2 separate regions of the Mus musculus genome follow, and region 1 is linked to region 2. A link is a contact called in public ChIA-PET data. All regions are on one chromosome and are shown on one strand. Each heading gives the region's core, a stretch centred on a gene start, on an enhancer-like site or on the middle of the called end of the contact. The rest is flanking DNA. Distances are from core to core; before and after follow the strand shown. Region 1 overlaps Capzb (capping protein (actin filament) muscle Z-line, beta). Region 2 has its middle 4.8 kb from the start of Gm33011.

Region 1 (3,756 bases), core at 343-2,842, 260 kb before region 2:
GCGGTATGCACAGCACACACACACACACACACACACACACACACACACAGCAGGGCGGTATGCACAGCACACACACACAGCAGGGCGATATGCACAGCACACACACACAGCAGGGCGGTATGCACAGCACACACACACATACAGCAGAGTGGTGTACATAGCACACACACACACACACACAGCAGGGTGGTATGCACAGCACACACACACACAGCAGGGCAGTGTGCACAGCACACACATACACACAGCAGGGCGGTATGCACAGCACACACACACACACACACACACACACACACACACACACAGCAGGGCGGTGTGCACAGCACACACATACAGCAGGACAGTATGGTCCAAGCTAGTTTCCTGTTGTGTTTCTGAACTGCTTGTGAGGTAGAAGCCACTTCTGGATCCAACCAGAGCCAAATGTGAGGAAAACAAAACACCGACTTCCTCTGCTCCTGGAATTCAGCTCTCCCTGTCCGGGAACCTCAAGCCATCACCACAGGGAAGAGCAGATACCATTTACTGAGCACTTACTATGTCTCAGTAATGTGACCCATGCTCCCTCATTACTGACACTGTAGGCCTGACTACATGCTAGGTAAAACACAGGCATTCCCTGCTTCATCTCATCTGACTGGCTGTAATGGGGAGGAAGCGGTCCAGGGCACTGAGCCCAAAGATGCAAAACTCAAAAGAAAAGGGGCAGGATTTAAATTCAGACAGCATGGCTTGAGAGCCAAGGCTCACACAGTCAAGAACAGCTTGTTGCTAAGGCAGAGAAAACACTAGCCACACCCATTCAGACCTGGGGATGTGTGGAGGAAAACATCAGATATGAAGACAGATCTGTGCTCCTGGGCCCCAGTGGGAAGGAGGAAGGGGCCTAGAGGTGGGTCTTGACTCCCTCAGCTTCACCCCACCAGCTGCAGGCTTCCTGAAGGGGATCACTGAGAGCCATGTGGGAGTAAGAGTGCACACACACAGCCTGAGTTCCTACTTCCTTTCTGAGCAAATAAGCTCACTGCATACAGAGGTCAGAGTCCCGTGCTCCCTCACCACCAGAGTGCCCTCCAAGGAAACAAGGTGACCAGAGGGACCCACTAAATGAATGACATCTTGCAACTCTGGAGCCTGGAGGGACTCCAGTGCTCTTATCTCCAAGATGCAGAATGAGATGTGGCATAGAGGGGGATGCTTCGACCTCACATGTGGCACATGTGGACTTCAGGGTCCTCGCACAGTGCCCTTGTTACCTGACTGTTTCTGGGGATACTATCCAGAAGACGGGGCCTGAGGGAGTGTCATGGTAGGAATGGTGAGTAAGTGGCCTTGCCTGGCACTGCTTTTCTTCTGTACAGTAAATCTAACAGGGGCAGCATCATACTGGCCCTTTTATGGATGAGTCTGGTTTAGGAAGAAGGGAAAGCAGATTTAAAGAAAGACATTAGATGGTGATAAAAGGGCACACAAGCCCAGAAAGTATCGAACTGGAGGCTGGCCAAGCAGAAAAACACATCCCTAACACATTTAGTGTGCTCCAGCAGCAGGCTAAAGCAAAACCAAAACGAGAAATGAGAAACCACAGAGGGGCTGAGCCTTTCACCCTGCCAGAGTAACAGGACACTGGACAGACATGCCCTGCCCCCTCCCTTCCCCAAACTTAGCTAGCAATGATCTTCACACCTTAAACATGCTCAGACCCAAACGCCCAACACCACTTATCAGCCAACTCAGTGGAACCATTTCTGAGTCCTAATTGCCCTGACTGTGGCCCCAAGGCACCGTGGCGAAGGCCCCCTCCAGTGAGCAGCAGAGCTTGCTGGAAGCCGGCCATCCAGCCCCTTGCCTAAGTGACAGATGACATAGCCCCTTTCTAACCTGCTACATGCTTTCTTTACCTCCCATACAGTGAGACCACAAGTTCTCCTTAAACCTCCTGGTTCAGAGAGCCCAAATCACCAGGACTCTTTTGGTTTGAAACACACTTTGGGTCCATGAACCACCCCTCATTATGCTCCCCACATCTGTTTGCACACCCATATCAGACACTAGGATGGAGCCTGAATCCACGGGGTAGGGGACAGCAGAGCACCAGGAGCCTTCCTAACCACCCACTCTGCCCCATCAAGAATGGAGCCTTCATCTAAAACCATCCTGGACACCCGGGGCCTCAGCACTCCCAGAGGAGCCAGACCAGCTCAGAGTTGGAAGCACACACCTCTCAAGGCGAGGAGAAAGCGGTCCTGCACTCACTCACTGGAAAACGTCCAGTACTTCCGGGGATTAGGCTTCTCCTCCAAACACAAGATGAAATGCGTGGAAGAGCAGAGCAGTGGGTTCAGGCCTGCAACCCATGCTCGGGAGGCTGAGAGAGAAAGAATTCTAGGACAGCCTGAGCTACAGAAGCAAGTCTCAAAACAACTGGGCGGGAGCGATGGCTCTCTTGTTAAGGGCACTTGCTGCCTTGCAGGGGCCCGATGCCCTCTTCTGACCTCCAACGGTACCTGCATGCAGGTGGTGCACTTTTGTACACTGAGACCCTAGACATTCAAGATAAATAAAAAGAAATCCTGCAGGTTAAAAAAAAAAAAAAGACCCTTTAAAACAAACAAAACAATGGCCAGTGAGATGGCTCAGCAGGTAAAGACGCTTGCCACCAAGCCTGATATCCTAAGGGCCATGACCTCTGGACTCAATTGAGAGAGAGAGAGAGAGAGAGAGAGAGAGAGAGAGTGTGTGTGTGTATGTGTGTGTTGGGGGTGGGGGCACATGACTGACTCTTGCCAGCTGTCCTCCATCTCATTACATCTCTACATGTGTGCTATGCCCAGCCCATATGACATAAATTTGTAAAACAAAACAAAACAAACAAACAAAAAAACTTTAAACAAAACACATGGAAAAATCTTTAAATCTTATTTGAGTCAGGGTCTTGCTACGTAGACCAGGCTAGCCTCAAACCTGGGGTTGCTGCCTCCAAGGGCTGAGACTAGATAAAGCATGCATTATCACACGTGGGTTCCAATCCTATTTTTAAAGCTGCACTGTAACTATCCCCCCTGGAAGATGTGCATAAGCCAGGCTTCCAGACACATGCTGTGAACAGAGTCTTACAATGAGGAGAAGCTGGTAACATTCTTATTGGGCACTCGGTACAGACAAGGTCTGGCTATGTGGCCCTGGCTGGTGCTGCGATTACAGGTGGTGCCACCACATGTAGCTTTGTTTTTTTTTTGTTTCCACGTTGGGGCTCATGAAGCCCAAGCTACTCACCATGTAGCTAAGGATGGTCTTGAACCCCTACTGCTCCGCTGCTTAATCTACTGGGTGCCAGGGTTAGCTCCAGGCACCACCACAGTTGCTTTGAGACTTATTTTTAACTCTCCAAAATCAGTACAGTTGGTCCTTTGGTATCCAAGAGGGTTGGGTACTGAACCACCCACCTCCCCACCTGCGGTGATCTGAATGAGAAGTAGCCCCCACAGGCTCATGTACTGAACACTTGGTCCCTGGCTGGCGGTACTGTCTGGGGAGGCTGTGAAACTCTAAGAAGGTGCAGCCTTGCTGGAGAAGGCATGTCACTGTGGGGCCAGCTTTGACAGTTTATAGCTCTCCTGACTGGTTGTTCACATTCTGCTTCCTGTGTGAATAAAGATGCATCCTGCCCGCTCTCTGCTCCCCAACACTGTGGGCCCCCAACCCAAATAAATGTTCCTTAAGTTGCTTTTGTGCAAAGCATGATCTAAGCAGACT
Region 2 (4,189 bases), core at 618-3,117:
TGTCTTCATTCATCATTCTCTTCTTGACACAGCTTTGGGAAAAGCCAGCCTCAAAGCACAATCTAAGACTCCAATCTCAAGCTGGGTATAACTGCTCATCTTTAATCCCAGCGCTTGGGAGGCGCAGGCGGATCTGTGAGTTCAAGGCCAGCCTTGAGCGAGCCAAGGTCTACAGAGTGAGTTCCAAGACAGCCAGAGCTACATAGTTAGATCCTGTCTCAAAACAAACAAACAAACAAACAAACAAACAAGCAAAAAATCCCCAAATAAAAAGAGATATCAAATCTCGAGTACACTTTAATTTTAATTATACAAATGCTGCATGAATGAATAAATTATATTTTTATTTATTTATTTATTTTTATTTATTTATTATTTTTTTTTTTTTTGGTTTTTCGAGACAGGGTTTCTCTGTAGAGCCCTGGCTGTCCTGGAGCTCACTTTGTAGACCAGGCTGGCCTCGAACTCAGAAATCTGCCTGCCTCTGCCTCCCGAGTGCTGGGATTAAAGGCGTGCGCCACCAAGCCCGGCAAATTATATTTTTAAAAGATTTTATTTTATTTGTGTGTGTGTGTGTGTGTGTGTGTGTGTGTGTGTGTGTGTGTGTGTGCATGAGTATGTCACATGAGCACAATGCCCTCAGAAACCAGAAGACAATGTCAGCTCCCCTGAACCTGGAGTTATATGTGGTTGGGAGTTGCCCAAGTGGATGCTGGGAACAGAACCTTGATCATCTGGAAGGGCAGCAAGCCCTCTTACCCACCGTACTGTTTAATGCAGGTGGAGCTCAGTCAACTCAGTGCTTGCCCTGAGTGGATGAAGTTCTGAGCTCCCCCCCCCCCACCTGGCAACACCCACATGGGCAGTGGTAGGTAGCCTGGATCGGAAGCCACATTGATGGCGGAGCTCCGCTGGCTTTGGTGAGCAGGGTCGCTGTGCTCTCCTGGGAACGCCCTCTCTCATATCCTTCCTCTGAGCTCTTCCCAGTTGTGAGAACTTTCATTCCCCTTCCAAAACTCATTCATGACAAAAAGCAGTCAGGGCTAGGGAGGGCAGCCCAGAGGCGGAGGACTTGCCTTGAAAGTGTAAGACACTCGGTTTCATTTCCAAAATTTAAAAAACAAAAGCAAGCAAGCAAGCAAACAAACAAGAAACAAGAAACAACTTCACTGAGCCACCCTGCTCTCCACCGAGTGAAGTTCTGGTTTGTAATCCTAGACCCGTGTTGCAGCAAAAGAGTAGCCTGAGATGTCGCTTTGTCGGTCAACAGAGACCTTGTGCTCTTTAAATAGCTGTGAATGCAAAAGAGAGGGAACAGAGGCAGAATTTCTTAGATCTAAATATGAGAAAGACCGTGGGTGAAGGGGTGGTGGCTGGAAGGTGGTCCTTTCATCGGTAGCTGTATGCAGAGGAGGTCTTTATCGAGAGGGCTTCACACCCAGAAGCCGTCAAAAACTGGACGGAGCTGGCAACTGAGGACACCCTTGTCCTGTGCGTGTTGGGACCTAGGACAGAGCTTCAGCAAGGGCTGACACTGTCAGCTTCCTGCCTTCTGTGGAAAGGCCTCTGAACACTTTCGTCTTTAAACAATTGGACCGCCTGTTGGTGGCGCTGTCTGGGAGGTTATAGAACCCTTAGGAGGCGGAGTCTTGCTGGGCGTGTGTCAGTGGGGGCGGGCTTTGAGTTTATCCCCTCCCCTCACTTTCAGTTCGCTCTGTTTTCTGTAGGAACCATCCTAAACAAAACAAGCAAGCAAGCGAGCGAGCGAGCAAGAAAACCCTCCTTCTTAAGTTGCTTTTGGTTATGGTGTTTTATTTTAGCAGCAAAAAAGCTGACTAGAACATTGCCCTTAGCAGATTGCTAAGTTCTTATGCTCGAAGACCTTAGTTCTGTATGCTCTAAAGGAGGTGGGGTGGGGGTGGGGGTGGGGAAGGACACATCACAAAGAACAAATAGAGCTCTCTGAAATATTATTTATTTAATAACAAATCAATAAATTCACATGACATTTTCTCAAGCACTTCTGCTCTTCAGTGGGAGTTGTCAGGAAGTTTGAGAGAGGTGCTACGGAGGCCACTCACGGTCACCTGGACAGGACAGAGATTCATGCTTTTCTTCTTCAGGTTCAAGTCTCCACCCTGGCTAGAACGCATCCTTGACTCACCCACAGTGTGAGGAGGAGGCACGACACACACACACGTTACTGTGCACATGTGATAGTTCACTGTGTTATTCATTTATATTTTGATGCTAAGAAGGGCGCCAGGAGGGGGACATATTTCCAGGCCTTCTTTAATCACAAGTCCCCTACCAATGTCTAGAATTGGGGTTAGATTTGGATTGTGTGGGACTCTAAGAGCTCCCAGAATCAACAGCAGGAAGATGTGAGTGAGAAGGAAGTCAAAACGTCCTGTAGCCCAGGCTAGCCCCTATGTCTCTGTGTTCCAGGATGGCTGTGAACTCCTGATCCTCCTGCTTCCACAACCCAAGTGCTGGGTGAGAAGCCAAGGGATGCAGATCACACGGAGCTGGCAGCTTAAAACAAGCTCAGCTTTATTGGCAAGCTTTCAGGCGAGGTTCACCCTTCCCAGGGCTGGGGGTAGAGAAGAGCTCGGGACCCAAGCTGCTTGCTAGGTTCTTATAGTCCCAGGCAAATCAGGCGAAGAACTGGTTTTTCTCCATATACAGTACTGGTTTGAGCACATGGAATTCTTTCAGGAAGGGGGCTGGTACCACCAGGACTTGGTGCCATCTGGGTAAAGGGCTGTAGCAAGCAGGAGTTTGGGTCTTTCCGACCCTGGCCAGGCTGATCTTTGTCCCTGTCTCAGCCTAACAGTGGGATTCCAGGGCTCTCTACCTACCTGGCTAAGAGAAGGATTTTGACAGAGTTTCCCAGGATGCATGGAGGCACAGGACAGAGATGCTGTTTGGGAGCTGGGACATGAGGACAGCAGACACTTTGCTGAGAATCGTCAGTCACTGGCTGTGCAGGGAGGCTCTGGTGTCCCACCACAGAGACCCCTGGCCTGGGTTTGGCTCCAAGGCAGCAGAGATGCCACCTTGAAGATAAGTCTAGGATGGCAGACCTGACCAGATTCTAGCTGACGACCGAAGGGCCCCTCCCTGAATCTTCCAGATGGCCCAAGTTCCCTCAGGACATTTGCACAACCCTGAAAAAAGGAGGGCCTAAAAAACATGGCCAAGGTGGAATTTTCCAGAAGCCAGGGAGGTGGGGCTCACGACTGAGACGGAACATTTTCTGTCTGATGGTGAGGGAGCTCGGCACACACCCACTACATAAACACTAACTTTGAGCCGCAGAATGTCTCCATCCTGTTGCCTTGAATTTGATCTGTATGGGTGGATTCCGTTTAATAGTTCATAAGAGTCTCACACTGCATTTTGGCAGCAAAGAGAAGGCAGGTGTTGTCTTGTTTGCTGAAGCCTGGGGAGGTGGGGGGAGGGACGGAGAAACTTGATCCCTGCATGGGTCCAGGAGGCCTTGCTTGGGTGTCACAGGGCAGTGTTTTAGCCTGCTTTTCTACCTATAAAATAAAATACCGTGGCCAGGAATCTGAAGCCACTGTATGTATGGTTTCAGGAGTCTCCAAAAATCTGCTTGCTTTAATCCTCATTCCTCCGTCAGCCTTGTACCCTATGCACATAAGGATATCTGGTCAGTGTCCTTTCGAGCCTGTTTTCACCCTGTTTATATGGTTTCACCTGCTATGGGCGCTTCCTACTGCCAGCTAGGAAGTTACAGCTACTTCCTACTGTTACAGCTACGGTGGGCAAGGCAGTCTCAGATGGGGCCTCACCTGCTCTTGTGTGCGCAGGAAAACTGCCTGTGGTGGTTTGAATGAGAAGTGTTTCCCTATTCCTGCCATGGGCTCAATTGTTTGAACATTTGGTCCCGGTTGGCAGTGCTGTTGGGGGATGGGAGGTTATGAGGTGCAGCCTTGCTGGAGAAAGCGTGTCACCAGCTGGGGGCTTTGAGAGCTCAGAGCCTCATCCTATTTCCAGTTTGCGCTCTCTCTCTCTCTCTCTCTCTCTCTCTCTCTCTCTCTCTCTCTCTCTCTCTCTCTCTCTGTTTCATGAGTGCGGTTGAAGATGTGACTGCTCAGTTTCTTGCTCTGCCACCGTGCATGCCGTGTGTGCGGGCTTCCAGCTGTAGAGGATCCATCTCTTT

Evidence for each region. ChIA-PET counts read pairs in DNA pulled down with a chosen protein or histone mark.
Region 1: an RNA polymerase II ChIA-PET map of memory CD8 T cells shows a contact between it and region 2, with 21 read pairs. The contact joins two enhancer-like sites. A contact is called at or near these places in 2 of 39 promoter capture datasets (both in liver), 3 of 115 datasets of contacts at active chromatin or transcription factors (embryonic stem cells, memory CD8 T cells and pancreatic cancer cells) and 1 of 9 other capture datasets (pancreatic islet).

The regions. Positions count from the first base shown.
Region 1 is chr4:139,206,282-139,210,037 of GRCm38.p6, reverse strand. The region is part of intron 1 of Capzb (capping protein (actin filament) muscle Z-line, beta); the gene reads right to left. Among named protein-coding and RNA genes, the nearest start is that of Capzb, 15 kb to the right of the region's middle. Within about 2 kb of position 1,592, at least 131 of the 459 cell types and tissues checked have an H3K27ac peak or open chromatin away from gene starts, as enhancers often do. A contact at or near this core is called in memory CD8 T cells, where this site is marked.
Region 2 is chr4:138,941,334-138,945,522 of GRCm38.p6, reverse strand. No RefSeq gene overlaps it. Among named protein-coding and RNA genes, the nearest start is that of Gm33011, 4.8 kb to the right of the region's middle. Within about 2 kb of position 1,867, at least 99 of the 459 cell types and tissues checked have an H3K27ac peak or open chromatin away from gene starts, as enhancers often do. A contact at or near this core is called in memory CD8 T cells, where this site is marked.